4 separate regions of the Gossypium hirsutum genome follow, and regions 2, 3 and 4 are each linked to region 1. The links are chromatin contacts, called in public Hi-C maps. All regions are on one chromosome and are shown on one strand. The core of a region is the stretch at or near the end of the contact, and the rest is flanking DNA. Distances in the headings are between cores, read along the strand shown.

Evidence for each region. A called contact is a pair of places that touch in the nucleus more often than the background predicts.
Region 2: a Hi-C map of leaf shows a contact between it and region 1, with 2.7 times the contacts expected there. The contact joins the promoter of LOC107917980 here to the promoter of LOC121202971 in region 1. A contact is called at or near these places in 9 of 34 Hi-C or Micro-C datasets (callus, hypocotyl and leaf).
Region 3: a Hi-C map of leaf shows a contact between it and region 1, with 1.8 times the contacts expected there. The contact joins the promoter of LOC121204710 here to the promoter of LOC121202971 in region 1. A contact is called at or near these places in 8 of 34 Hi-C or Micro-C datasets (callus, hypocotyl, leaf and 2 more).
Region 4: a contact with region 1 is called in a Hi-C map of leaf, with 3 times the contacts expected there. The contact joins the promoter of LOC107916611 here to the promoter of LOC121202971 in region 1. A contact is called at or near these places in 2 of 34 Hi-C or Micro-C datasets (leaf and petal).

Annotation. Positions count from the first base shown.
Region 1 is chrA01:21,218,072-21,223,532 of Gossypium_hirsutum_v2.1, reverse strand. It overlaps LOC121202971, which reads right to left and starts at 2,626. Exons shown (of 4, transcript XM_041074586.1): 1 at 2,350-2,626; 2 at 2,129-2,211; 3 at 1,789-2,049; 4 at 1,241-1,678. The coding sequence starts at 2,452. The coding sequence ends at 1,505. It overlaps LOC121204538 (phospholipase D delta), which reads left to right. Exons shown (of 10, transcript XM_041074556.1): 9 at 103-303; 10 at 559-1,238. The coding sequence ends at 852. It also overlaps the pseudogene LOC107917378.
Region 2 is chrA01:20,854,709-20,860,135 of Gossypium_hirsutum_v2.1, reverse strand. It overlaps LOC107917980 (prolyl endopeptidase), which reads left to right and starts at 2,715. Exons shown (of 12, transcript XM_016847444.2): 1 at 2,715-3,177; 2 at 3,266-3,485; 3 at 3,584-3,784; 4 at 3,882-3,952; 5 at 4,051-4,213; 6 at 4,495-5,088; 7 at 5,173-5,427. The coding sequence starts at 2,918. LOC107918106 (prolyl endopeptidase) reads left to right here. Exons shown (of 12, transcript XM_016847619.2): 7 at 1-329; 8 at 405-480; 9 at 554-617; 10 at 720-855; 11 at 968-1,081; 12 at 1,170-1,483. The coding sequence ends at 1,235.
Region 3 is chrA01:21,502,182-21,507,641 of Gossypium_hirsutum_v2.1, reverse strand. LOC121204710 reads right to left here and starts at 1,768. Exons shown (of 3, transcript XM_041075095.1): 1 at 1,628-1,768; 2 at 972-1,272; 3 at 268-765. The coding sequence starts at 1,660. The coding sequence ends at 308.
Region 4 is chrA01:20,833,812-20,839,250 of Gossypium_hirsutum_v2.1, reverse strand. LOC107916611 (L-ascorbate oxidase homolog) reads right to left here and starts at 1,429. Exons shown (of 8, transcript XM_016845915.2): 1 at 1,021-1,429; 2 at 824-933. The coding sequence starts at 1,158.

The DNA.
Region 1 (5,461 bases), core at 1,377-3,876:
TGTTATCAGCTTTAAGGGGCCACTTGAATTGACTTTTACAACATGATTTGAATTGAGGTTTTTTATGGAGCTAAGAATGTGAGGGTAAATCACTATTTTCAGGTTTCAGCTTCACAAAAGTTCCAACGGTTTATGGTTTACGTACATGCAAAGGGAATGATAGTAGATGACGAGTATGTGATATTGGGGTCTGCCAATATTAATGAACGATCTTTGGCTGGATCAAGGGACACTGAGATAGCAGTGGGTGCATACCAACCCTATTACACATGGGGTGAGAGGAAAAGACATCCACACGGTCAGGTTTGAATTTTCATCCTTGCCATCTCAGTTTTTTCTCTGATGCCCAAGACCTAAAATTGCTGACAAATAGAATGATCTTTGTTTTCTTTTTCTTTCATTTTTGACACCTGAAGGACCTTGTTTTAGTTTATACCTAGATGATAGAATTTAATCCACAAATGTGAACATCATAAACACAATCTCGTGTTTCGATACAATTATAAATCTGTCTATTGGAGAAGTGATGTTTGATCTGATTGATGGATGATGATGCAGATTTATGGATATAGAATGTCACTGTGGGCTGAACACATGGAAAAGGTGGATGATCTGTTTAAAGAACCTGAAAGTCTAGATTGCGTTAAGGCTGTGAACAATATTGCTGAAGAAAACTGGAAAAGCTACACGAGCGAGGCATTTACGCAATTACAGGGACACCTACTCAAGTATCCCATTGAGGTAGATAGCAATGGTAAAGTAAGCCACTTGCCTGGACAAGAGACCTTCCCGGATGTTGGTGGCAAGATACTTGGAACTCGAACAACACTTCCTCGTTCTCTTACCACATAGGTTCCAATGTTTTCCATGTTCATATCCTTGTATGGGTTCAGTTCAACACCGAAGAACGGGAAGCAAGGTGGGGGCAGGTCTAGTTCATCCTACATATATATATATTGTGCAGATAAACGACTGTTTGGGTTCAAGTCAAAAACAAAAGGGGAACAGGGCGGGGAAAGTCTAGCTCTTCCTATATAGACCGTAGATTGCAGAAGCATCCTTGTGTTAACAGAGGACAGGGTTGAATTTCATGTACATGGTCGGTTTAATGTGAAACCTTAGGCATTGCAATCACCAAAATCTATACTAATTGACAATTTTTTGTAATTCTTCCAACTAATTTTGATGTAGCACGTGTTCTTGGAATTCCATCAGAGAAAGGGAAAATAATAAGAGGATATACACGTAATTGAATATCAATATATTAACAGTCAATTAGCAGTTTAGCACCGTCATACAGGCAAAATAGCCTTGAGGAAATTTTACACACTGAGTTACTAGTGTTTTCACGCTAAAGACCATTTTTTATTTTTTATTTTTTTACAACTACCCTGGAAATACAAAGTGTCTAAAGTAATTAACTTCACCAAGACAGGCAAAGGGCAAAGTTATATACAAACATGACCGAAATCAGTTTCCCAGTATGAGCAAAGAAATGTACGCTTCATGAGCCATCAAACACATTGCCGTCACCATCGTCTTCTTCATCGAACAACTTGAATCCAACATCCCATTGGCCATCCCTTTTATAATTGAAGCTGGGGTTGACATAGCATTTCATACCATGGAACAGATTCAAATTATCCACCAGCTTGTGGAAAACATTGCATCCACAACACTGCATTCATCCCCATCACCAAATCACTTCCAAACCCAGAATTCAGAATACCCAAATAAAAGACTCCACCTTGATACTGAAATTCGATTCTCTTACTTTAGACAAGTTACCTGAACAAATACGGTGCCATCGGTGTAAGCATGGGGATTGATGGCTCGAGTGGTTCGTTGACCGCAAACATTGCAAGTGAAGGCCACACGCATCCGTCGACGTGGCGACTTGGTAAAGAGAGACCATGGAAAGGTGGAAACTTGCTCCGTATTGGATTGGTCATCATCGGTTCGGGCGGGTACAGATGGACCCTCCATGCCCGATCCTGTTGTCCATCCTCTTACAGACGCCGCGCTTAGAACCAACCCCATCGCTGCATCCTAAATTGAAATCCACAAAGCAAAACCCGATTCACTAGTTTGTCCTTGAAAAAAACATACTAGCTTTATTTGTTTTTACCTGGGAGAAAGTTTGATTGCCGACGAGAGGAACGATGCTTGTGTTGTTAGGATCAGATTGGATATCGGAATCGTTACCGTCCTCTGATAATTAAAAACAGAAAAGAGAGAGAGAGAGAGAGAGGAAAATATTGGTGTTAAAACGATTATTACAGCCAAGGAAAGACATAAACGGAAAAAAAAAAGGAAGAAAGATTGAAATTAAAGGATGATATTAAGTACTTTTGGAATGGGTGGGAAAGCGGATGATTCTAGCCGGGAAATCTTTTCGTTTAGGAGAGAAGATGGAGAGAAGGGCGAGGGGTTGAGAGCCGAGCGCTTCCATAGGCGAGGCGGTGAGTTAAACTGTGTGGTCGATGGAGACCCAAAAAAAAAAGAGAGCTTGAAAGAATGGTTCTTTCACGATTTCGTTTGATCTTCAACACACAAATTCAGGGTCAGAAGTTTGAAGGCCATTGCCTTCGAGACACGTTACGGAGTAGCTTAAAACCATTCATTTATTGTACGCAATTTAGTGAACAAACAGCCCATTAGAACCAATGAATCAGAGACAACCATACTCCAAATCCAACCCAACATGACTTGCAGTCTGGCCCTTTCTCAAAGCTTTTCTGCTGTTTATAGACAGTTAGGTTAATATACCGTTGGGTACCTGAGACTGATTTTAATATTCAATTCGGTACCTGAGTTTGGCTTCGATTTTCAATTTGACATTTGAATTGTTTCAATTTGATACGTAAGTTTTTTATTTGCTCAGGTACCAAATAGTAAATTAACCCTAAACGGTTCTTATTTGCTCAAACTTTTCTTTTAGTCCCTACGCTATGTGTATGTTGCCAATTTAGTGTATTTATCCTAATTGGATTACTTTTAGTCCCTGTACTTTCATATTTTGAAATTTCAATCCTGATGCAAATGTTTATTGTTAAATCCGTCAAGTAAAATTTTGTTATTAGTCTTATACTATGCATAAATTGTAGATTGAATTTTTGTTCTCCAATTTGATCATTTTTTTTGGTCTTATGCTTTATCGATTAATCATAATTAAAACGATAATCGTTAAATCTATTAATTAAAATATCATGACTTTTATTATCAGGATTATATGAAAATAACAAGACATTATAATGGTTATATATTTGCCACGTAGGATTTTAAAAATAGTAGAATGTAACTGCTAGTGTTTGGATTAGGAGTTATATATCAATAGCCTAAGAGTACAAGGATTAAATACATAACATAGATATAGTATTGGGACTACTAATAGAATTTGGTCACCCCTGCCGTTTGCTTGAGGTAGATAGATCAGATTAAACCAAAATGCAAGTGGATAGATTAAATCTAGGATAGTATAAGGGGTAAAACTAGAATTGAACTTTAGTTGGAATTGCATAACTTAGCTGAACTATCATCACTTTGGCGCCATTCAACCTTGATTCTTGGGACGAAAGAAACATGTCCTTTTAAACTTATGGTTTGGAGTTGAAAATTGGGAGATGAGAAAAACGGGTTTTTGTTCAGCATTCTCTTTCTTTCTTAAACCGGGAGCTCTTTGTAATGCCATTCCTTCTCTTCTACTTCACTCTCATTTAAAATTAGACTCACTTGTCTCAGCTTTAATTGCTGTTGTAAACTCTTGCTGTCGTGTCTCCTACTGTCAGGCTTTTCATGCTTGAGTTATCAAATATGTGAATTACCTCACGGATTCATTGGCGAGCAGTTGGTGACTAAGTATGCAAAATCAGGATATCCTGAAGATGCACGGAATTTATCTGGTGAAATGCCCGAACAAGATTTGGTCTCCTGGAATTCTTTAATTTCGGGATTATCTCGAAGTGGGTTTACAACTAGATGCATGAGTGCGTTTTGTAGAATGAGATTTGAAATAGATATGCAACCAAATTTTGTCGCTAATTTATTTATTTATTATCTCAGATAAGGGAGCTTTAAGTGAAGGCTAGTGCATTAATGGCTTTACAGTGAAATTGGGCTAAATGAAGTGAAAATCTTGAACGCACTTTTACGTGAAGCTTGTTCGTTATTTGAAGCAACTCCATTTCTGAATTTGGTGTCGGGGAATTCAATGATAGCAATTTAAGCTCAAAATGGGCTTGCCGAGGAAATTATGGGAATTTTCATAATGATGAGAAGGGCAGGAGTTGTGTTTGATCAAGCTACTATGTTGACTGTTCTTCAGGCTTGTGAAAACATGGGCGTGAAAAATATAGCTGGGAGTATTCATGGTTTAGTTTCAAGGTTTGGTTTAATTGCTAATGTGACCATTGCAACTGCACTTTCGAACTTGTATGTAAAGTTAGGGACCTGCTTCAAGTAAAGCTTTTGGAGAGATTATCTATTTAGATAAAGTGGCATGGACTGCCATGTGAACATGGCTATGGAAAAGATGCAATAAAGCTCTTTAAAGTTATGGTGAGAAGTGCACAGCCTGATCATGTTACCTTCTCTCGCTTGTTAAGTGCTTGTAGTCATTCAGGACTTGTCAACGAGGGGAAGCATTACTTCAAGATTATGTCTGAAGTTTACGGGGTAGAGCAAAAGTTAGATCATTATTCTTGCATGGTTAACCTTCTTGGCAACTCGGGACTTCTCACTGATGGATATGATGTGATTAACTACATGCCGAGAGAACCAAATTCTGGTGTCTGGGGTGCTCCTCTTGGTGCTTGCAGAATGTATGGTAATACTGAACTTGCAAAGGAAGTTGCATAAAGATTATTTTCTCTAGATACATCATATGCCAGAAACTACATCATGATGTCGAATATATATTCTGCAGCTGGAATGTGGAGAGATGCCTCAAAAGTGAGGACATCAATGGAAGAGATGGGTCATGGAAGAGATGGGTCTCAACAGAACAGCTGGATGTAGTTTCATTGAGGATGTAAATAAAATCCATCGCTTTGTTGTGGGTGATAAATCTCACCCTGAGGCAGATGGGATATATAAGAAGTTGAAAGAATTAATTGGAAAGATAAGGAAAGTCGATTTCATGTCTGAGACAGAGTTTGTTTTACATGATGTTGATGAGGAGCTTAAAGAGAACATGATCAAAAACATAGTGAAAAGTTAGCTATGGCATTTGGGCCTTGCTACACTCCCACTGATTATAACAAAAACCTTAGAATATGCGGTGATTGTCATAGTATGGTAAAGGCTGTAGCACTGATTGAGAAGTGTGCCATCATAATTCAAGATTCAAAGCGGTTTCATCACTTGTCATGGATTATGTTCTTGTAGAGATTACTGGTGTAACATTGGAAACAGAGGAGTCATGTGTAAAGAATTCTTTGATTGATATTTGTAACTTCATATA
Region 2 (5,427 bases), core at 1,466-3,965, 360 kb after region 1:
GGAAGGACCTAAATCTGGATGGATCACACCCTTGTTTGTTGTATGGATATGGTGGATTCAATGTCAGTCTCACACCATCATTTAGTGTTAGTCGTATAGTGCTTGCCAGGCACCTTGGTGCTTTTTTCTGCATCGCAAACATTCGCGGTGGTGGAGAATACGGTGAGGAATGGCACAAAGCTGGTGCCTTATCCAAGAAGCAAACTTGCTTTGATGACTTCATTTCTGCTGCTGAGTATCTAATATCTTCTGGATATACTATGCCCGAAAAGCTATGTATTGAAGGGGGAAGCAACGGTGGGCTTCTAGTTGGGGCTTGCATAAATCAGGTTTACTTCTCTTTCATTTATTGTTTTCCTTGACCGTAAATTGTTCAAAATATTAAGTCATTTTCCTTTCTCCAGAGACCTGAGCTTTTTGGTTGTGCGTTGGCTCATGTTGGTGTCATGGACATGTTGAGGTTTCACAAATTCACCATAGGTTAGTTTCTTTTGACCTTCTTTATATTAGATGATCACTGTTATATGTTGATTAAAGTTTTGGATTGAATTAGGCCATGCTTGGACATGTGATTTTGGCTGTTCTGACAAAGAAGAAGATTTCAACTGGCTTATCAAGTAAGTCAAAATTTATATTACTTTGGCATCTGATTATGAATTAACTTGAGACAAGGTTTTGGACATTGAACTAGCTGTTGGGTTCTACCTTATGTTTATGAGGTACTCACCATTACATAATGTAAGGAGACCATGGGAGAAACTTCCTGGTAGAATGTTGCAATATCCATCCACTATGCTATTGACTGCAGATCACGATGATCGTGTCGTTCCGTTACATTCATTGAAGATGTTGGCAGTAAGTTCCTTCTGAATACTCGTACTAGTTTCTACTTGTTCGATCCACCCGCATAGGAAGCCTGGAAATTCCACCACTTGTAAGGGCACTTGGTTTCTTTGTTCTTTTTCAGACAATGCAACATGTTCTGTGTACGAGCTTGGAGAACAGTCCCCAGACTAATCCGATTGTTGGACGTATTGAGTGTAAGGCCGGTCATGGATGTGGACGTCCAACACATAAACTGGTAATCAGAGTCGTTAACCTTGTAAAGTTATCATCTTTTTAGCCACTCCCTGGACTATATTTCACCTTATGGCGTTTTTTTCCTGCAGATTGATGAAGCTGCTGACAGGTATAGCTTCATGGCTAAGGTGTTAGGTGCATCTTGGATAGAGTAACTCATACCAAATATGAAAATCTTCGTAGAGATAGGTCAAACTTTTTTCCCGACGTGAAACTACAAGAAACTATGTTACAGTGATATATGTAGTTAAAAATTTACTCATAGTTAGAATTCACAACGTTAACCTCAGGCTATATTTACAAACTATTACTTGTAAAGGAAACATGGATCAAGATAACAATAAAGTGTTCCTTATACTGAGTACGCACATACATAATTAATTGATGATCTAATGTTTATGTATGTCATCATGTGCCGAATTTTATACACAATTTATCTGATATTCTTTGAGCAAGATATTCTCGCTTTTCCTTCTTAAGATAGAGAACATTAACTGCATATATTCTATTAAATCAATACTTTAGATTTCCACTTGGTAGAAACTTAGGCGATTCTTGGACTGCCTGAGAATCCAGTTTAAAAGACATGGGATTGTAGATTCGTTGCCCACTTCTAAAGGAACATGATACTGCCAAATGCCTATCTATAACTAAATGACACACAAGTCTGGCGTCAAAGAATAGAATGTTGGTGTGGGCATGTGGGGGATAAAAGAAAACTTACCAAAAAGTAACGAAGGCTTCAAAGCATGTATCAATATTGATGTGGCGGAGATAAAAGTAAACTTAAGAGAGAATTGAAAACACAAATATTTACGTGAAAAACTCTTCCGAAGAGGATTAAAATCACGAACAAAGGAGGCTTCGGCTTATCATTAAACGAGTAAACAAAAGAGAGTATAATATGTTGCTAAATGTACTAAATTTACAAACTCAAACTCCAAAAACAAAGCTCTAACTCAAGAATAAACTTCTTTTTATAATTACCATGAAAACTCTCATCAAAACTCATTTGCGACTACATCTTGTCACCCAGAAGAAAAACCCAAGAGTACTATATGTCCCTAAAGTAATCATAGATCGACTGATAAAATATTAGAGTTCTACTCATACTAAAATATTCCTGAAGTAATTATAGATCGACTGATAAAAGATAGCAAAGTTTAATTAGGAGAAGATAATTTTGGTGGGAAACACGTCACAATGTTCTTATTTGCGTTGTCACGACGTCGCCGGCTAACTTTTGTAAGTTCCTGCAAATTGTTCCTTAAATGTGAGGCACATCTCATAAAATTACTGACAAATGAATCTCGATGATATAAAGAAACCTAATGATTATCTACATTTTACACTGATAGACTGCAATAATATTAATTTTTATAAAAAAATTCTATATTAATTTTTTATAAAATAATCTAGGAATATAAAAAATGGTGGAAAAATATAATCAAAGTATACTTAAATCTTCTTTTTAAGTGTCACATATAAATAAAATTTCGCTCATATCTCTTTATAAAAATATAGCTACCTAAATGAATACTCATATGTTTTTAACCATAAATGAATTTAAAAGAAATCACTCATCACTAAGGAATACTTATAATTTTTGGTTAAAGTAAAATCTTGTGTTTTTCATACGTTGGAAAACATTGAACTTGAAATAGATTAAGACAGAATTAGAGTTGAATTACTAGCGTAGGCGGGTCTTTTTCTTTTTTAAGGAATAATGTACAGATAAGCAAATAAAAGATTCGAAGAAAACTGGAAAAGTCTGTTTAGCCAGCCCCAGACGACCTTTAACCTAGTCAAGCCGTTTCTTTTTCCCTATTTCTAATAGATGATTTCACGCGCATGCCACGCGCTCCTTTTTAATCTTCCTTACACTACGCGCCGTCTCGGAAACCTCGCTCCCAATCTAATAGTAAAAGTCTCAGCTCCACGGAAGAGTCGCCGTTGCCTCAACCCTTTCGTTTCGACTGCTAGTCTCATGGGTTCAGTTTCTGCGTTGAAAGAGCCTTTAGAGTATCCAATTTCTCGCAGAGACGACTCTGTCGTTGACGATTACCATGGCGTTAAGATTGCTGACCCTTATCGATGGTATCCTATTTCATTAAAATTTCCATCATTTTATTCAAATTTTATATCGATTATTTTGAAGATATTATTCAATCATTTCGCTTCCTAGGCTTGAAGATCCCGATGCTGAGGAAGTAAAGGATTTTGTTCAGAAACAGGTAAAATTAACCGAATCGGTGCTTCAGCAGTGCGAAGCAAAAGATAAGCTTCGCGAGAAAATCACCAAGCTTTTTGATCACCCACGTTATGAGGTCCCATTCAAGCGAGGCAATAAGTATTTCTATTTCCATAACACTGGACTTCAAGCACAAAATGTCCTTTATGTCCAGGTTCGTAATCCAAGAATTCTATTCAAATGGATTTTATTTTTTTCGTACATAAAAAGGGATTCAAGAGCTGATCTGATGTTGAGTTTTTCTTTTTCCAGGATAGTTTGGAAGGAGAAGCTCAAGTATTGCTTGACCCCAATTCGCTTAGTGAGGATGGAACCGTGTCTTTGAGCTCCTTGTCTGTAAGTGAGGATGCTAAGTATTTGGCATATGGGCTTAGTTCCAGTGGCAGTGATTGGGTGACGATTAAAGTGATGCGAGTTGAGGATAAATCAGCTGAGCCTGATACTTTATCATGGGTGAGCTGATTGATTTGAGTCTTTGAGTGTTCAATTTTGTTTCAAGAGTCTGTTGATTGATTATCCTGCTAACCTTGCAATTCAATTCTGTTCACAGGTAAAGTTTTCAGGTATAAGTTGGACCCATGATAGCCAAGGGTTCTTCTATAGTCGTTATCCAGCACCTAAGTAAGTAAAAATGATGTTCTGATTGGAGTAGAGACGGACCTTTTTTTTTTTTTAATTCTGAAAATAGAAAATAAGGTTATGGTATGTTTATTATGTAGAGAGGGAGAAAATGTTGACGCTGGGACAGAGACCGATTCTAACCTTAATCAACAGCTATACTATCATTTTCTCGGTACAGATCAATCTGAAGATATTTTATGCTGGAGAGATCCTGAAAATCCTAAGCACTTTGTGGCAGGTGGTATCACAGATGATGGAAAGGTAAATGGATGTCATGTTTGGCAACTAGAAATGTATGAACAACTTGGAAGGCAATCTAGTTTTCACATCTTTTTTCCTTGTATTCAAGTTGTAGTATCAAGCAACTTCTTTTAACTTAATTTCACTATATTTTCATGTTTCCAAAGAGTTAAATCATAATGCTGCTAATAGAACTACTAGTGCACTGTTCTAACTGAAAGAGAGTCTGGAGATAAAATGCCAGGAGAAAGCAAATTTAATATTTTCTCATTCTATTTTTCCTTTTAAATTTTGTTGTGCAGTATCTTGTCCTAACCATTGGGGAGAGTTGTGACCCTGTCAATAAACTATACTACTGCGACATATCCTCACTTCCTGAAGGTCTTGAAGGTTTCAGGAATAAGGATGGTCTTCTCCCATTTGTCAAGTTGATTGATACATTTGATGCTCAATATGAAGCTATTGCAAATGATGATACAGTTTTTACTTTCCTTACGAATAAAGATGCCCCTAAATATAAAGTAGTCCGAGTAGATCTGAAGGAACCAAGTAACTGGATTGATGTCATCCCAGAAGCTGAAAAGGATGTGCTTGAATCAGTATATGCTGTAAATGTTAATAAATTGATCGTCAGTTACCTGAGTGATGTGAAGTATGTGCTGCAAGTAAGGAATTTGAAAACAGGATCACTGCTGCATCAGTTGCCAATTGACATTGGGTCTGTTTATGGGATTTCAGCAAGAAGGGAAGACAGTGTGGCTTTTATTGGTTTTACCAGCTTTCTTACTCCAGGTATTGTATATCAGTGCAATCTAGGCACTGAGACACCAGATATGAAGATATTCCGTGAAATTAGTGTTCCTGGATTTGACCGCTCAGAGTATGAAGTCAATCAGGTAACTATTGCAGCAATCTGGTGATGTTAAACTTCCAATGGCATGCATTTAGTATGTTCTCTTATTCTTTTATTTGCATTTCAGGTATTTGTGCCAAGTAAGGATGGTACGAAGATTCCAATGTTCATTGTGGGCAGGAAGAACATTAATTTGGATGGATCACACCCTTGTTTGCTATATGGATATGGTGGGTTTAACATTAGTCTCACACCAACATTCAGTGTGAGTCGTATTGTACTTACAAGGCATCTCGGTGCTTTTTATTGTGTTGCCAACATTCGTGGTGGGGGAGAATATGGAGAGGAGTGGCATAAAGCTGGTGCTCTTTCCAAGAAGCAA
Region 3 (5,460 bases), core at 519-3,018, 280 kb before region 1:
CCATTTAAAACAAGAGTAGGAAGACGACTAATGAGATAAACCGCACAACAAAACGCATAGGCCCAAAACTCCATAGAGAGATCTTCTTGGGCCAAAAGGGTAAGGCCCATATCTATAATGTGCCGATGTTTACGTTCAGCCACTCCATTTTGTTCCGAGGTATATGGACAAGTCAGCCGATGAACTATCCCTTGAGATGCTAGAACAGAAGTAAATGCTCGATACTTACAACCCCAATCACTCTGAAACTGTTTGATAGTCTTGCCAAACTGAGTCTTGATCAATTTTTGAAATTGAATAAAATATTCTATGGCCTGAGATTTTTGACGAGCCAAATAAATCCAACAAAACTGAGTACACATATAAATAAACGACACATAATACCAGTTATTATCACACGCAACTGATGCAATCCCCAAAGATCAAAAACATCTAATGCAAAGGGATCAATATATTCTATAGTTGAATCAGAAAATGGCAATTTATGGAATTTGCCTTTTTTACAAACAATGCAAACACTATCAAGCAACATATTATTTAATGTAAGATTACACTTATCCAGAACAGTTTTAACAACAGACGTAAACGGATGGCCCTGGTGATTATGCCACAATGAAAAAACATCACTGTCATCGGGCCGACGCTGAAGTCCAACGTGAGCAATAGAAGGAGCTATAGTGCTTGAAATAGAAGTACCCGGTAAGGAAAACACGTACAATCCATCAGGAAGATGGCCTTCAGCAAAACTTCCCGGGTCACGCTGTCCTTAATAACACAATATGTGGAATGGAATTCAAAAAAGACACCATTGTCAGTGGCAAACTGAGATACAAATAATAATTTTTTTTGTACTGCCGGAACACACAAAACATTAGATAACCAAAGCAGTTTAGACTGCGTAAATTATACCCCCTGACCAATAGACGAGATTATAGCAGGCGTTCCATCAGCTATTAAGAGTGAAGACGTACCTGAATACGGGTTAAGTGTCATGCAAAGCCGAAGGATCCCGACAAACATAATTACTAGCACCAGAGTCAGGTTACCACGAGGAGGTGCCAACTGGCATAAGAATATACGAGTCTGTGCCATCACCATTAGAGCCAACTTGTGTAGTATTTCCATAAGACCTAGAGGAATCAAAATAATCAGATGCGTGAATGTCACCGACTCGAGGAAGTCCAATGCAAGGATCAAACCCAGAGTAGACACGCGCACAGGGTTTGGTGCGCCAAGGAACCACAATCCCACTCGGCTGACCATCATTCGGCCCTACACCAATAAAGGGATCAAATTGAACATTATTAGAAATAGGCTCAATAGGAATGGATGGGGTAGTCGGCCTAGGAACGCCATGTACAGGCCCAAAAGCATGTGATCGACGCACATGAGGCCTAGGCGCATAACCCATAGCTGGCCCACGTGCTGACAAATTGGGCTGCTCATTAACACCATGTACACCTCTATTGCCATCATGAGAGAAAAAATCTCTTTGACCCACGATGTACTGTTGACCACATTCAAAACAATTTTGACCAGAATTAGGTGTAAACCTAGGCCGACGGTTTTTTTGAGAGAACCAGCCTTCATCTCCAAACTCATCATGCAAACCAGGAGACAAGCCTACCATTAAAGTTACTTGATGCGACGCCGGAGCCATTGCCGGCAAAGAGTCGTCGCGATGGTACCTATTGTAGCACCTTCGTGCGATATGTCCAAACCGCAAGCAAATTTAGCACTGTAGACGTGGCCGAAAACTTCTTCCTCGACTACCACGAGATGGAGGTCGACCACCACGAGTGACACCCTTCACTAGCTGCGAAGAAACATTCTCCACCATATTCGTCACAAATAAGAGCTCTTGGACCTCTCGCGCCTGACGAGACTCACACTCGAGGAGGGCATCGACTACACGTTGAAAAGGAAACGGAGTGGAGGAGAGAGACGCAGAGGACACAACAACATCAAACTCGGCCGGTAATCCTGCAAACATGATTTCAATTTTCTCTGCCTCTGAGATGTGAGAACCAGAAGCTTCCAAGAGAGCACAGAGACCTTTGATTTTCGCAACATACCCCTTGATGGAGAGGCTCCCTTTCTTGAGAGAATGCAATTCATGACGGATCCGAGATTGCTTAGCACTTGTGTTGGCCGCAAACAGACTTGTCGTAGTCAACCACACGTCAGAAACCGATCGTACATTCGTGAAGAAGGACAAAAATGAAGAGCTGATCGTGGAAAGAAGCCACGAGGTAAGAAGCTAATCTTGTTGATCGAAGACCGTGGCAGACGAATTCGCAAGAAGAGCACTGTTTGGTCCTTGGTCAAACCTCTGCGGAGCAGTAAAAGAGCCATCCAAAAAGCCTACCAAATCATATCCAGCAACAATGTGTCGAATCTGTTACTGCCATTGAAGAAAAGTGCCTTCGTCAAGTTTGACCACATCATGCCGAGGAAACGACGTCATGACATGATCACCATGAAAGACCGCACCATGATGCTCATTGAAATCGGAGTCAGCGGAGTGAGTAGTAGCCATCCCCGAGTATCAACAAGCGACTGATACCATGAAGAAATATTGGTAATCTAATGAAGAAATTCCATTAATGTATTTAGACTTCAAAACTTGTTTTTGTACATTTGGAAAATAGTATTTATAGACTTAGTTAACAGACTTAGCTAACAAGCTTAGCTAACAAACTTGCTAACAGAATTGCTACTCATAACAGCTTGACTAACAACTTAGCTAAGCTAACACTAATATCCTTAACACATTGAGACAGATTGTTTACGAGTAGTGAACTCTTTGCATGCTCAAGATATTGATGTCTCTGAGTTTGGTTTGTTGGTTCAGAACTGCCGAAATGTTACTTATTTTCAGCATTTTTCATTTTGTTGGACTCGTGAAGAAGCTAATAAAGCTACTCATTCGCTTGCTCGGGTAGTTTCATTGTATACGAACCACAGAATAGAGTAAGCCGTCTGATGGTCTCTCTATTGTTTTATCATTTGATGCTATGAATGCCGAGGCTAATAATAGTGTAAAGTGTAGGATGGGATGTATAAGGTAAGTCTGTGTGCTTGGGTTAGTTTTGCTCTTGCCTTTGCTTCAGTTGACTTGTTTTATTGCTCTTGTTTTGTTACTTTGGTTTTTAATACAATTATGTTTCAAAAAGAATTTTATTGTTTGGTAAGAACTAAAATTTTAAAATTTGAGAAGTACAAACACTAAAAACAACTAAATTAAAATATAAAAATTAAATCCACAAATTTCACAAAATATAAAGACTAACAACAAAATGTCACCTAATATGTTTGATAAATAAAATTAAAAACTTATATTCATCAAGTAAAACGTGTTATTTTTTTATAAAATAAATATAATATCTAAAATAAAAATATGAATTTATATTAAAGTATTAGATTTAATATTTGAAAAATGATTTAAAAAAATATTTTTACATTTATGAGTTTAAAGTTAAAAATTCTTCTGTCATTTTTAATGAAAACAATAAAATAACTCTATTTTTTTAATATTTGCTTATTTTTATGGCTTAATGATGAATTTAGTCACTAATGTTTGCATATTTTGTCAAAATAATCCTAATTCTATTTTTGAACTTTTTTTGGCCATCAACTTTTGATTTTATTTAAGTAAATAATTATATCTCATTAAAAATATTGTACATATGAAATTTCACATTACCCTCGTTAATTTTTTAATGGGAATTTCATTGAATCTATTGGAAAACCAATTTGAAAAAAAAATTGATAACAAAAAAGGCTCAAAAATACTATTAAAACTATATTAATAAAACATGCAAACGTGACCAAATTTATCATTAAATCTATTTTTAATTCCATTTTCTAAAAAATCTTTTTTAAAATTTTCAACAAACACATTTTCTTAAATGTTTTCTAAGCAAACAAAACATAAATTTTTTATATTTTATTTTCATCCACCATAACATTCAATCTATAAGAACAGCCCAATATTTCAATTTATAAGAACAGTCTTACTCTTAAACTATGTATTGTACTCTTTACTAAATTAGTCATTCATAAAGTGTTTTATATCAAATTTTATCAAAATTAGTTTTATTCTCAAGTAAAATAAAAATAATAAATTTTAAATTAAACTATCAAAATAGTCACTTTTATTTATCTCATGTTACATTTTAGTCACTTATGTTTGAAATGTTACGTTTTAATCACTTACGTTATCATCTTATAACATTTTAATTACTGGCCGTTAATTGTCGTCAACTGTATAACAGCAAGCTAACGTGAAACATTAAATAATTATTTCAAACAAAAAATTTAAGTTAAATTATACAAATAGTCTCTATATTTTTTTCCTTGAGTGATTTAAGTTTTTTTCTTTTTATATTCTTTGAACTTTCTTTTTCTTTTTTTCTTTATTTTTCATTCTCTTCTCCTTCTCCCTCAGTTTTCTTCTCTTCTCAATTTCCTTTAACGTAATTTTTCTATATTTTTCATTTGTTAAAGCTAGTCCCTATACTTTTATTTTTTTTAACAATTTAAAATTTTCTTTTTATTTTCTTTATTTTTCTTTTCCTCTTCCCTTTTATTTTTCTCTTCTCATATTATTCATTGTAGAAACATAATATTTGCCTACCAAATATACCAAGTCATTATTTCTTTCACATGATTCCTAAATTAAATTTTACTCAAAACCAAATATCAATTATTCTTAATCAAATATCGATTTAAATATAACCTAATTTTGAAACTAAAATTAGATCTAACAAATCAATATAAAAACCATATCCTTAATCAAGTCTAACTATAAATTGAATTTTTTATATTCGAAACAATTTTTTTTCCATTTCCAAACTTTTACAAAATCATGTAAATTATTTCTTTCTTTTTCTTTTATTTCTCAATGAAAAAATTAAACAAACGATAAAATTAATCTAAACCTTCTTAAATATTCTCAAGTAAGCTTGATTAGAAGCCGAATATAGATGAACAAAAAAGAAAAAGAAACATGAAACCAAACTAGTTTAGGTAAAGTCGAAGATAAGTTTTATATGGTAGTCATTTTAGTTATTAAAAATGTAGAACTCATCTGAAGAATACGTGAAACGACGTAGTTTCAAGAGGGCAAGAATGTTGTAGGTAAGATAGATAAGGTGGTTGTAGAGGTTAATTATGAGATTAAGGGAACGAGCTCGAAAAACTTTATTGAGAGTGGACTACCATAAATCACGACTGATGAAGTCTTCGAATGAGGCAAATTTTGTGAACTAAGTCGTTGAGGTATCTCAATTGGTTTGTTAAAACAATGATGGACAATGAGAGTTTGTAATCGCAAAGTGAGAATATGCAAAGCAAATTTTGTTTTTGTTTCAACTTTCTGTCTTTTTCTTTTTCATAAAATAAAAAAAATACATTAAAAGAGATGAGAAGGGAAGAAAACAGATGGAGAAACAAAAC
Region 4 (5,439 bases), core at 180-2,679, 380 kb after region 1:
TTTTAGATGGCATCTTTCATCAAGTTCACAGCTTTTACCACTTGTATGCAACTTTTCTACATTTTCAGGACTTTACAAGTGATGAACAATTCAATTCAATTCAATTCAATATCAAGAACAAAATACTGCAATCTTACATTTTATTTGCAAGCTCATAAATGATGAACAAAATATTGAGGTATGAAAGACATTAGCTTCCTTTTTCTGGTATGCGTCCAAATCTCTATCAAAACATTCCTAAGTCCACCAACATTGCACCTTCCCATTATCTCTTAGGTGGTGGTGGGAGACAGCTAATTAAAAATTGGGCCATGATGAATGATGGGTTTAAAATTAGGTAGATTATGGGCCATCCAACTTTCCCAAATTAATTCACCAGTAAAATCTTAAAACGCTGTCTCTCTCAATCAAGGACACTTTTGCTTTCTAGTTATAGACTGATACTAGACACTATTTTCTGTGTCTCCAAGACCTATGCCTTAAACCTTGGCATTCAAATTGCCGCTTTCACGGGCAGTCTTTCACTTTACAGGAAAGAGTTAAAGGAAGGAAATGAATGGGGACAACCAGATCTGCCATGTGACCAACCACATGCAAGGATGGCAGGAAAGAAGTAAAACGAATAAAGCTGACCGATTCTTTTAATAACAAATCTTAGTAAACAACTAATTAGGATGTTTGTCAGAATGGTACTAAGCTTAAAAATATGCCCCCACATGGCAGCTAGACAGATGATGATTAGTTAGATTCGTGTCTTTCAAAAGAAAGGGTGGGTAAATGTTTGTGGATAGAAGAAGATGGAATGAATGGAGTTGGATCTTACCAGGAAATAAGAAAAGGCTCGTTTAAACTGTTATGGACGTTGATAATGAGATTGTCGTTGGTAACAGAGTGAATGTCAGGGCCCGGGAATTGACCATTGATAAGAATACCCTGCCAAAATCAAAATCTAACTAATCAATTCATCATCATATATGGTTTAAAACAAAAACAGCAAGATGTGAATGAACGAAGGGTCACCGTTTGGCGAACTCCAAGAGGATAAATGTCACCAAAGGTAACATTCCAGTCGAAGAATCTGTAGGGATCTTCAGCACCGGCAATGGCAAAAAGACCAGCTGTGGCACAAAGCAATACCACCGCCAAATGAAGCTGCATTTTGGAAGTATAAAATGAAAAAAAAAAAAAAAAACCTTTCCTGGCTCTCAGTTCCTATGTAGCGAAAGTGAAAGACTTTAAAAAGAAAAAAGGAGGGGAGTGGCACACTCTTTTAGTGCGGTACAGGGGATGATGTCTGTCTGCAAGTGTAAATAAGCCGTAAAGAAAAGAAAAATAAAAGGCAGTGTCGGTGGTGGGGTGCTTAGATAAACATCAGCAATGTGATTCAGGGTCATATGAGCTTCGGCTTCATTGCAAATGTATTGATAGCGAGGCGGTGGAAGAATGACTTCAATACAATACTAATATTATGAGAGTGGTGGTGTCATGTGTGTTTTGTACTCTTCTCTTTTGTTTTGACCTTTACATGTGAAACTGCCAAGTGATTAATTTAAAGCAGGGAAACCCAAAGTCAAGACCCCACTTTTGATCTCGCATTATTTTTGTTCTTGTTAGAATCAATAAATTATGGTCTAATTTTAGTATTATACATTAATTCTAAATTTAATTTTTATACTCTAGTTTTATACTATTTTCAAATTATGTTATAAAAAAATTATGTAATTTGATTTAATGAATTTAATGATTAACATTTTAATTAAAATTGAAATTTAAAATATGAAAAATTATAAATACTAAAATTAATCAAATTTGAGAACAAGGAGAGATTAATAGCAAAATTTGACATAAAAAGTTTACTATTATTTAAATTGAAATTAAAATTTTAAAATTCAAAAATTACAATAATTAAAATTAAAAATTAAAAAAAAACTGATCGAATACATAACTTACTCATTATACAAGTAGTAAAAACATAATTCAACTTAAAACCATTATCGCTTCAATTAAAAAGTTTGAGGTTCATTCGAATTGAATTTTGTTTTCTACATTTGAGCTTAACTTATTATTTACTCCAATAATTTCAAGGACAAATTAATTAAATTTTATAATATCTTATAGTATATTTTTTATCCTCTCCATTTATTTATATACAATTTTATCTTTAAATCGATATTAAAATAATTAAATTCCATTCAAATAATTTGAATTTAATTAAACAGATACGAATGCTAATATTATATACCATTATGATTATTTGTATTTGTTTGTTGCCTCATATTTTGTCTTAAAAATGTGAATTATGATTCAGGGATGCAGTTAGGGACAGCAGGCCATTTAAAATGAAAATTTTTATTTAAATTTTTTAAAATTTTAAAATAATAAAATACTTTAATTCTCTCTAAAAAATAAAAACTTAATTTAATTTTTAAAAAAATATAAATATATAAACTATTAAAATAATAAAATTACTTTTTATTATCGTAAAATTTATAATTTGATTTTCACTTCTAAAATTCTTTTTGGCTTCGTCCTCCTATTATTATTATCAAAATAATAAACTATGAAGGAAACTAGCTCAGAAAATTCGTCGAATTTATTAAACATTACTAGGATTTCATTCAAATGGCCTCATTCTTGGTTCATTGAATCGGTAAATACTGAATATATTTTTATTTATAAAATTTAGGCTCCATTTGTTTTACTAAAAATAATTTTCGAAAAATAATTTTTAGAAAATAATTTATTTTTCTAGAAAAGTTAATATTTTCTGGTGTTTGGATGAATCTGTGTAAAATATTTTTTTATTGTTTAGTAGATTTCTTAAAAATATTTCATAAAACCTGTTTTCAATTAAACAAACATACATTTGAGATTTTCTTATTTTTTCGTTGTTTAGTTGAATTTATTTTTTATCTATAATTTTATATTTTACATTGTTTTTGCATATATTAAAAATATTATGTTAAATTCAAATTCATTACGATGCCATTTTTTAATTACATGACTATCAAGTGAGTATTTTTTATTTAAAAATGTGACATCAACAAGATGGACAAAAAAAATTAACCATGTCAACAATTCGGCTTGATTTTCAAATTTAAAAAGTAAAGGGACTAAATTCTTGAAAATAAAAGTACAAAGATTAAATTACAAATCTGTGAAGTATACATAGACTTATGACATATCTTAACCTTTATATTACAAAACATTTATTATAAATATATTTATAATTGTAATAAATATGTGTTATTAAAATATTAATATTGAATATTTTTAATAATATGTGAATAATATTATGTAAAATTATTATTTTTAAAATTTATTATTAAAATAAAATTGAAATATTAAATAATTTATTAAAATAATAAATTATATTTATTATATTAATAATTTATTATATGACTAAATATAAATAATTAAATATGTATGTTTAATAATATTGAACAATATAATATTTTAAATATTTTAAAAATAAAAAATAAAATTTATTATCAATATAATAATATTAAGCTTGATTTAAATTAATTTGTATATAAAAATAAAATTACCTATAGATGAGCTCTTTTCCTGAAAATGACTTGCGCTTTTCAAAATAGTAAGTCATTTTACAAAAAAATGACTTATTTTATCTTGACCTGTAAGTTATTTTTCATTAACTAAACTATTTTCTGTGAAACAAACACGAAAAAATACAGAAAATATTTTTCATAAAACTTTTTATATGTAAACAAACAGATCCTTAGATTCCATATTTCATTCATATTCATATTCATATTTGTTTTTTGTTTTTCTTTTACCACAGTAACAATATGTATGCATGCATGCAATGAGATTAGCAGCACATTTCCTTTATTTAATTTTGTAGCAACTTGGGACAACGAGGAAATCATTAGCGGCCTTGTTTGATGGAGCCTGAAGCAACATATATAGACCCTATCATTATCCTTTAAACTTACGTCAAGCTTCTTTTTGGTACAAAAGAAAGAAAATCAAACTATTCTATAGGATTAAATACGATTATTAATATATGTGCTTTGCGAAAGTTATGAATTTAGTTTTTTTACTTTTATTTGATCAATTTTAATACCTTACTTTTTAAATTGGTAAATTTTGGTCTTTATATTTTTTAAAATTTGAATTTTAATTCTAGTCTAAACAATAGCAGTTAAATCTATTTGATTAAATTTAATTACTAGTCTTGTTCTATATATACAGTTGTAAATTTAGTCCATTTTCTCCAACCGGATCATTTTAAGTCTCTATACTTTTCGAATTATGAAATTTTAGTCTTAACACAAATGACAGTTGATAATCCATTAACTAGATTTTTAGTAAGTACTATTAAATAATAAATTGACATAACATTACACATACGATAATATGTTTGGCGCATCATATTTTAGAAATAGAAAAATTATACTTAATGAATTTAACGATTATTATTTGGTGAGGACAAAAATTTTATAAGTACAGGAACTAAAAATGACCAAATAAAAGTAAAGGGATTAAATACACAACTTTTGCTAATTACAGGGACTAATAGCAAAATTTAACCATTCTAAAAATCTAGTCCTCCCATGCCTAAGAACATCCGCAAGAAACAAAGGCAACGGGTTATGCAAATGGACAAGCCCATCTGTATAGTTTTGCGCCAAATTAGCTAAATGATCAGCGAAGTGGTTGCCTTCTCGTAAGATATGTCGAAACTCCAGCACATAGCCCTCTTATATCAAGTCCAAACAGTCAACAGTAAAAGTATTTAATTGATGCTCACAATCATAAGGTCGAGATAACAACTGAACTACCCACAACACGTATAACTCAACGACCAAACGAGATTTACAATTCCTCTCGAACCCCCATGTCCCTCTTGCAAGCTATCTATTCTTTCGATTCTAAGCATGAATCCATGTATCCAATCACTAGTCGAGTTGTGCAGCAGCCTACCAGCCGTTACTATGCCTGAACGAGATTGTACTGCCCTATTTGTGTTCAAAATATAACAATCTGCCAGAGAACACTACCATGCAATCCAATGTGGACCACGATAGACCTTTGGGACCAAGCGCAATTGGGTTCAATTAATATCATTGGAAAAGACCTTCGCATACTCCAAGACTCGTGTTTGCAAATCTCCAACTCCCTTAGAGATGTGATCATTTCGATGCTTCCATGGTCCCCAAATTATCACTGAAAAGGTCTCCCATGGAAGTAGAAAGTTCAAACATTCTATGGAACGACAGTTCAATTCAAACCATTGGGGAAAAGGGATGTCAAAGAAATCATTTTGGACATGCTTTATCCGCAAAGTTGTCCATACCTCATTAGCAAAACAACAATTGCGTAAAATATGTTTTGTGGTCTCAACATCAACCCCACACTCAGTGTAAGATGCATCTGTTGTTATATTCTTCCTGTATCGTACCTGATTAGAATTCA